2 separate regions of the Zea mays genome follow, and region 2 is linked to region 1. A link is a contact called in public Hi-C data. All regions are on one chromosome and are shown on one strand. Each heading gives the region's core, a stretch centred on a gene start, on an enhancer-like site or on the middle of the called end of the contact. The rest is flanking DNA. Distances are from core to core; before and after follow the strand shown. Region 1 holds the start of LOC103627402 (abscisic acid receptor PYL5). Region 2 holds the start of LOC100283282 (adenine phosphoribosyltransferase 2).

Region 1 (4,169 bases), core at 305-2,804:
TGGGCAAACTAGTTAGTCCAAAGATTTGTGTTGGGCAATTCAACCACCAAAATTATATAGGAACTAGGTGTAAGCCTAATTCCCTTTCACATACCTTGACCTCAGCATACAGCTTCCTCTCCCAGAAATAGAGTTTCTCAAGTGCCGAGGATAGGCTCTGCGAGTCCACCATCCCTACCACTCCGACGTCCACGACGTCCATGTCTTTGCACCCCAAATGAGCCACGGAGATAGCCGACATCATCTTTGAGGAAGCTGAACAAAGAATTAAGCATCAAGTGCACAAGTTACTGACAATCCGAGTCAAATTGGGCATGAAGTAAACAAGATGTAGCTCACATTGGTAGACTGAGCTGCGGCCTTGGTAGCTTGGCCTCCCGACTTCGAGCATTGGCGCGAGCTGCCTAGCCGCCTCGGCTGTGCGGACAAGCTGTGCCTTGATTTCACAAGCTACAGTCGCGGGCATATCAAGGCCGGGATTGACGTTGACGTCGCGCAGGCTGCCCACCTCGAGCTGGTCCCCGCGCACGACGCAGTTCCTGACGAATGGCTTGTACCGCTGCGGCTGGTCGAACCTCCGCACCAGCTCCCACACCTGCGATGCGATCGACGGCGTCAGCTTCCAATCGATTTGATGCCAGCCGCGATTCACCCAACATCACGAGAACACGTCGGTGGGGGTGGGGGGAGAGAGACACCCAACAAGGCATGGGGAATCGGACGAAGGACTCCAGATCCGAAGAGAAATAGCAGCCCAGACGCGAGGCAGTCCAACCGCTGAACCACCGGGGCCAGCCGCGTTGAGGGTAGGAAAGAGCGGGGTGGAGGGGGGGACATACGAGGTGGACGGGCGCCTTGATGTGCTTGACGAGGGTGGAGGTGCACTGGTGCTCGGTCGGCGCGTGGCGGTGCATGCGGCGCACGTACTCTGCCTCCCCTCCGGCGTTGGCGACGACGTGCTCCGCCCGCGCCGTGCTGCCGCCGACGAGACCCACCATCTCCGGCTCCCTCCTCCTGCTCAGCCGCAGCTCCTCGCCCCGTTTACTTTTGCTTGCTTGTTGGCTCGCCTGGCTGGATGGATGAGAACGAGAGAGAGAGAGGAAAAGGGAGTCGGAGCGGAGACAGTGGGTTTCTGCTGGCCTGGGCTAGTCGGAGCGGAGACAGTGGGTTTCTCTTTTTTTTCTGGAGGTTGGGCGGGCGGGTGGGCGGAGGTGGGGAGCGGCTCCGCAGGCGGGGTGCGCCATGGTCGCCGGCGGCGAGAAGGCCCCGAACACGTAGATCTGTGCGGTGGAAGTGAAGCTGTGTGCGGTGGGGTTTGCGGCGTGGTTTGAGGAGGCGGTTGGAAGCACGGCGGGGTTTCCGGAGGTCGGGCGCGGGCGGGCGGGCGGAGGTGGGGAGCGGCTCCGCAGGCGGGGTGCGGGTGGAGGCGGGTTCGGCGGCGGGGGAGACGCGGGATTCGTGGTGCTTGAGGTGCGGGCGGGCGTGCGGGTGGGATTGGTCGCGGCGGGATTGGTGGCGTGCAGGGTTGCGGGCGGCCGCGGCGGGATTGCGGGCGGGCGGGTGTAGAGGCGGGGGCAGTCTACAATTGGTTATTAATAGTTGTAGAGATTTCACCTATCTTGCTCTCCTCTCAGTTTCCACCAAACATACATTGTTTTGAGGATGACTTGTGCCGCGTACATATAGATCGGATCTCTATAGTGGACGTGTTTAGGATAGGAGGTATAATAAATGCTGGTCGTCCTCGTATCGGCCCTCTTTCTATTTAACATAAGCGGTATATATGAAAAAGGAGTCGTCACAATCATAAAATTGTTACGTTTTTTTTTTATCAGAGCTTGAAATGTGAGTATGACTCGGTTCCTTGGTTGAGTCAGATGAGAACCCAAGAGAAACGACGGTGTGTTTTCCGTGGCCCAATCGTGCGGTGCCTGCGCTGCGGCCATACAGCTTGGGCCTTGGGCAGCCGGCGGGTGTTCTCACTTCTCACCGACGGTCGTTCATTGTGCTGCGGAATCAGCGACGAAGATGGTAGCTGGGGGGACGGTAAATGGGGTGGCTAGTTCGACTGCTGCCTGCGCTCTGAAGAATATGAATATGACACGTACGTACGTGCGTGCTACTCAGCCAGTCGCCCAGTCCTCGATCGGTCACGCAGTGCAATAGGGCACAGGCCACTGCACGGACGTCGCAGCACAAGATGCGTTTGTGACTTTGTGTGTGTGTCTGTTCCTGTGTTTGTGCGTGAGTTGTGAGTGAGAGAACGCTCAAGCGGCTCAACGGGTGCAAACTTTTTTCTGCTATACGTTTGGACACCCTGCAGGCTAGCTGCGCCACTATATTGTTCTTTTTTTTTTCTCTTCTCAGTTTTGCATGTTATTCGACGATCGATATCGCAAAATGAAGAGCGAACAGCACAAGCGAACTAGCTAGTGTACGGTATGTTATGACTTGCGCTGTGTCACTGTCAACAACAACAAACTGCTCAATAATATCATTCTTATTCCCCAGTTGGATCAAGAATTAATTGGCCAGCAGGGGGAGAGTCAATACAGAAACCCGATAATTAACGCTTTGCACACTGAAATACACCAGAAAGAAACTTCACTTTCATTATTGCATGGACAAAGTTGAAGCCAAAGTACTAGCTAGCTGAAAGGCAACTACTGCAAAAGAACAATGCACCGGAAAACTTAGCTTTATTACAGCAAATAGCAGAGTAGTTCATGCGAAAGTAGGTGAAAGGAAAACAATAATATATAGCTACTACTAGCTGCGAGAGTGTTCCAAGCTCAAGAGGGATAGACGGGGACGAGAGGGATGGAAGGATCGACAGGCGCGAGACGAGGAGAGGTAGTCGCAAGATGCAAGAGGGTAATTCGTAGGAGATTATCTCCGGACAAAAAGTCTTGCAAGGTCAAGAAGACGCTCGCTTAACTTTTTGTCACAAGAAGGGTTCTGACAGCGGTGGTGAATAGGTTGGAAGTCGAGGAATAAGCTCGGCGAGGATAGCGCCGTATCACAGAACAGCATGAGCACGGAAGCGCTCCCAGCAGCCGCTGGTGCTCGCACGGCGGTGCTTGAGCCGCTTCCTCTTCTTCCTGGTCATCCAGCAGCAGAGGCGCCCCGTCGAGGCTGCGGCAGCCGGCGGTGACGCGGGGGCCCCGGTGGCCGAGAAGCTTGGGCAGTAGACCGGGAGCAAGAACGTCCGGCGGCGATGGTGGTCGTCGCTTGGCATCTTGTTGCTTGGTGGCCTGGCCTGAGAGGAGGAGAGGGTTCGCAACGGCAAGAACGGTGGAGAAGAAGGGCTGCTGGGGCTCTCCCTTTATATATAGCGCGCGCGTGAGACGGGGAGAGGGAGGAAGCAAGAGCGCGGTGCCGGAGGAGGAGTTATGGGCGAGGGATCGGAGGCAAAAGGGAGGAAGCAGGCGTCCGGTTTTAAAAGAAGTGCAACCTTCCCTCTGTCTTTTTCTTTCCATAGAAAATAAAAAGGAAGGAAAGACAACTGATGCGTGTACTGTTCCAGTTCTCGCAGAAATTAATGAAAGATACGTATATATTACAGGTTTTGGCAAGATCTTAGGCTCTTAGCCAACTGCATTACACTGGGAGAAATGGACCACATAAATTCAACTACAAGCGAAGGAACAGAAGGTAAAGTTGCTGAATCGCTCGGGTGTAGACAGCCCTTAATTCCTTCCTCACGTGGACCGCATAAAGGTGAAACAGGAGAGGCCTCTGGTGAGCCTAGCTACTACTAGCCATAGCTAGCAGTAGCAGCGTGCAGTGCCTCTTTATGGGCACGGCAACAAACGCCTTTCCTCCGGCCGGCTCTCGGGCAGGCCCGGCCCGGCCCGCCGGACCGGACGGCGACCACAGCGAGCCGGCCTTGCTTGGCATGCATGCGCGCGCCATTGCCATTGCCATTGCTATTGCCCGTTCCCAGCCCGAGGAACAGCGCGGCGTGACCGTACCGGCACTGCGCGTTCCAGTTATGGCGAATCAGAACCAAGGAGGGTGACCGAGGCGCGCATGCATGTGCTGCTGTACGTTTGCCACGCTTTGCGTTGCAGTGCGTCGGATCGGAGTCAGGCCGGCCGGTCGGAGGGCCAACGCCGATGCCAATGCAACGCGTTTCAATTCATGCGGTCCCCCGCCGGCCAGCGATC
Region 2 (4,674 bases), core at 734-3,233, 620 kb before region 1:
TCTCACCGGGGAGCTTCCTAGGCTTGCGCAAAGGTATGAACTTGGCGCCAATAGCCAATGCGACTGCCGGGCCAAATATGAAGCCCCTGGCCTCAATCCCTGGAAGAGTAGAGTGTCAAGCAAGGAGCCACAACACACAAGTCAGAGCTAGCGCAACGCAAGTGCTGGTGGATGGAAACATGATGAATGGCCTGGCACTGCCAAGTAATGAGACAATAATATCTGACAAAAGATTCGGCCACATAAGCAACAGCAGCGACACGTTGAAGCATGAAGCTCGTGTTTTTTAAAAAGAAAAAAGAAAAAAGAAATGGAATGGACGGAAAGGCGAGAGGGAAAGAAAACCAAAAAAACTCAGGAACCAAAGGGCGCAGAAGCGGACAGAGGATCCAACAAGCAACAGAGCAAAATCTCAGAAGCAGTACTTTGCAGCGATAACGACAGCGGATCGGGTGACATCAGGGCGCGGCAGCAGCAGAGAAGCGATGCATGACGGGCGTATACCACGGGGTGGGTGTCCCCCGCGCCGCTCGATCACGTGCGCCGGCTGCCGCAGCCGTCCGATCGCGCGGGGCCACGCCGGACGCTGCGGCATGCTGCCGCGGCCTTGACCCCCCCATTGCCATTGGTCCCTGCCGCGGGACCGGATCTGTGCCCGTAGCAGGCCTCCTTCTATACGTGTGCGGTGTGCCTGCCACTGCCACCCCCGCCCCGATACGCTACTGGATGCGGCAGATTCCGGACGCGGCCGCGGCGGGAAAGCCTGGAAAGGCGCGCCCAGGTCATGTGCCTAGACAGACGGACGGACGGAGGGAGGGAGGGGAAGGACGCTGCGCCAAACATTCTGCCACGAGCGCATGCACGCCCTGTGGCCCTGTGCTGCGTGCATGGCGGGTTCGCCGGTTCAATGTCTACTGGCTGTCTGGCAGTGGCAGCGCCAAGCGTGCACTCAACCCACACCGGCAGACGAGGTTAACCACACGCCGTTCCATGCGCCACGGCCACGGCACATGCACACGGCCGGGGAGGAGACGGGCCCGGCTGTCAGCGGCGGTCCAGCGCGATCTCGCGCATTTATTATCGGTCTCTGCAGCCTTTTAGTAGGATCTGCCTTGCACACCTGGCGCCGGATGGATATGGCAGGCGGGGCGGAGCTGGGCGAAACGCAAATCCAGCAACAGTGGCGTGGGAGGATTATTATGATATGATCCTCCCGAGGAAAGAAAGCAGGCCCGAGCTGCAACGCGAGCGCGAGCGAGAAAAAGGCGGGACGGACGCCGGCAACGACAAAAGCGCGGGGGGCGCAAAAAGGACCGAGGGAGATCTCCCCCAGAGATTTTACGGAATCTCAGAACTCTGCCCACAACAGCTCAGCGCGACAGCGACGTGCCGCTTCAGGCACCGCCGCCGGATACTGGTCGTCGAGTCGACCGGCCGGAAGAGACGAATCGAGGCGAGGCCAGGGGAGGTGCGGTGTCCGTCGGGCTGTGCTGGTTACGTACCGGCGACGGCGTCGATGCGCATCCCGCGGTAGCGCTCGACGAACAGGTCGACGGCGTCCTTGAACACCCTGGGGCGCAGCAGCAGCGTGGTGATGTCGTTGAACATGATGCCTGCAGCGTCCCGTGGCCCCCAACGACGGCGCATGCAGAGCAAGGAAGGCGTTACTGGCGGGCGGCACAATTGGCAGCAGAAGGCGTGTGGAGAGGAGTGAGCGAGTGAGTGAAGAAAGGCGTAGTACCGTGCTTGGGGAAGTGCGGCACGACGCGGATGGCGTCGGAGATGCCCTGCAGCCGGGGGTCAGCGGCCGCCTCCTGGGCCACTACCTCCGCCACAGCCGGCGCGCGTCCGTTCTCCTTGGCCGGCCTGGCGTTGGTGGCGGCCTCCATCGCGCTGGCAGCGTTGCAGCTGGCCTCTTCACCCATTATTTCCTCTCTCGCTCGATGGGGCTCGGGTCGGTCCAAGCTCCAAGCTCCTCTTCGACACCGCCCTTTATTGTTGCTTGCTGGACCGGTGCGCCCGCGGCGTATATATATAGCCGAGGCAGAGAGCAGAGCAGGGCTACTAGCCGGGTGGGGGGAATGGAGTGACTACTACTACTACTGAGTACTGACTAGTGAGAAGCACCAGCCCGGGCCTCGGGTTGCCGGATCGGGACGGGAGAAATTAAACCGGGGCAGACGTTACCGTCCACGCGGCCAACGGGCTGCGGACACGGCGATCAAGCAGTACGGCGGCACGGTCATGCCGAAAACCTGGGACGAAGTAACGGGGGGCTGGCCGGGTGGGTTGGGTTGGGTTGGGTGACATAAGTGCAGTGGTGGTGACGCCGTGGTACTGCTAATCTAGTAGGACACCGGCGCGGCGCGGCACTGCACGGCAGGCAGGCAGGCAGGCCCAACCCGACGAGCCGTGGTGGAGTGGAGGGTGTGTACCCACACAAGCGCTTCAAATCCGGACGCCGTGCGGTGCGGTGCGGTCCGGTGGCTACTGCCTAGGCTAGCCCCAAGTGGAGCAGCGGCTGCGCCCTACTAGGCCACTGTTAAGTAAACGAAACGCGCTCCCCGTTTTCTTTCCCTTTTCCTCTCTGAAACGGCTAGGCCTAGGCGCGCTGCTCATCAATACTGGGGCCAGGGCGCGAAGCTTTTCACGAAAAGAGAAAGAGGCACGCCCCCAGTAACCCTCCCTGGCTCACATTTGTCACGTACTACAACTGTACAAGTAGTAGGGGCACAGCGCACACACCGAGATATATAGAGAGAGAGAGATTGTGTGCCTATGCGGCTATGCCTATGCCTATGCACGTACTAGCGCATAGTCGTACGGGGGCTATGCGTGCTGTGGGCTGCCGTGCCACCACTGCTCGTCCTCGAGGGAGGCCAAGACGAGGAGCCCCCGGCGCAGTGCAGTGCGGTGCGGCGCGGGAAATATTTGCGATCTGGAAAGGACGGACAGAACCCGCCGGAAGAGATGATCCATCGTCGCCAAACTCCTCGATCAGTGAGAAAAACGCTTCTCGACGTTTTTATCCCGGTCAAGGCCCAAGGGTGATTTCTGAATTCTGATCTCCGACGCCGGCGCCAACTTCGTGATTATACAGTTTGGAGTAGTCGCAGGGGATGCGATGAAAGGCCACGCGCTCGCGCTGGCATCGTTGCCACGTTACTGTTTTCCAGACAGTTGTTGTTTACTATTCATCAGTACCGCCCTGTGGCTGGGAGCAGCCGCTAGTCCGCTACAGTATCGATGGAGGTAGTAGCCAGGGCCCAGGTGGTGTGTGTGTGTGGGGGGGGGGGGGGGGGGAGCCATGTTACTGGCATTTTGCAAGTGCGGTTGCCCTTACCAGGAGGACGCGATCGCGTCAGTGATCGATCCAGGAACTGCTCCGGTAGTACGTCCTCGATTTCCACTTGGTTTTTGGCATCCGGTCCTCCTGCTCTCGACCGGGCTGACGGGCTCTACAGCAAGCATAGATGTCCAAATAGACGTGTCAGTCGTGGCAATCCGTGCCACGCCACGGTACAGTTTTAACTTTTTTTAATGGCTAGTTTAAATTCATTCAATAAAATAACTTATTTAGGGGGTGTTTGGTTTATAGGGACTAAACTTTAGTCCCTACACTTTATTCCATTTTAATTCATAAATTGTTAAATATGGAAACTAAAATAGAGTTTTAGTTTCTATATTTAGTAATTTAGGGACTAAAATAGAATAAATTGAGGGACTAAACATTAGTCCCTAGAAACCAAACACCCCCTTAGTTTGAAATTTGTCATTCCACCACTTTCCAAAATTAAGATATAAGTTTAATTCAAATTCATAGGGTGAATGATGAGAAATAATTTTATATATTAGTTGAATTTATTTCTATTCTATAACTTATATGACACTCTTAGTTTCACACATTCATAGTAAAAATATAGCACATAAATATCTCCGACATCTTTCTAATAATAGTATATAAATATATTTTGCATAAAATCGAATTAGGTTAATTAATATAATGCCTAAATTATTATTGTTAGAATGGAATTCAATTCTAATGATTCAAACGAGACGTAAGAGAAATTAGTTTGTTTTCCTTGGTAAAATTGAAATCCCTTGTGAAAGCATTATTCCCAAACTAGCCCTACCGGATCCTCTTAAGTTTTTCCTATATACCTACTGTATACCTACTATACAGTTAACCTCACCTAATTTTCATCGTTTACTTTTCTTCTTCCTCCCTAAACTCTCCTCCTACATAAATATCATTTTCCAACTCTATTTATCATCTATTTTACTATTTTTGTTCTAAACCAACAAATAATGGCGTCCACGTCCGAGGGAACAGGACAGGAACAGTTCCGTCTTCATCTAGCGTTTGGTCGTATGCAACCAGAGAGAAGGGGAGGACATAGCGCTGCACTACGATGGAAACGAGCCGACTCGCTCGCTGCGGCTCGCTCGTGTAACGAGTCGAGCTCGTTCATCTGACGAGCTTGATATAGCGGCTCGACTCGCCTCGCTACTGGCTCGCCGAGCCAACGAGTCTAGCTATAAACATAAATTTGCTCTCTAAATTATAATATAAAATCTTAAAAATATATTAAATAGCATGGTTTAAATTAGTAAAATAGATATATATATTACTAATATAATATAGAAAATACATTAATTTTGTATAGTAATCCG

The links. Hi-C and Micro-C count contacts between places; a contact is called where the count stands out from the background.
Region 2: a contact with region 1 is called in a Hi-C map of ear, with 2.3 times the contacts expected there. The contact joins the promoter of LOC100283282 here to the promoter of LOC103627402 in region 1. A contact is called at or near these places in 2 of 25 Hi-C or Micro-C datasets (ear and tassel).

Annotation. Positions count from the first base shown.
Region 1 is chr5:187,254,677-187,258,845 of Zm-B73-REFERENCE-NAM-5.0, reverse strand. LOC103627402 (abscisic acid receptor PYL5) reads right to left here and starts at 1,554. Exons shown (of 5, transcript XR_004849619.1): 1 at 840-1,554; 2 at 340-595; 3 at 95-255.
Region 2 is chr5:187,871,616-187,876,289 of Zm-B73-REFERENCE-NAM-5.0, reverse strand. LOC100283282 (adenine phosphoribosyltransferase 2) reads right to left here and starts at 1,983. Exons shown (of 7, transcript NM_001156184.2): 1 at 1,742-1,983; 2 at 1,503-1,613; 3 at 7-99. The coding sequence starts at 1,925.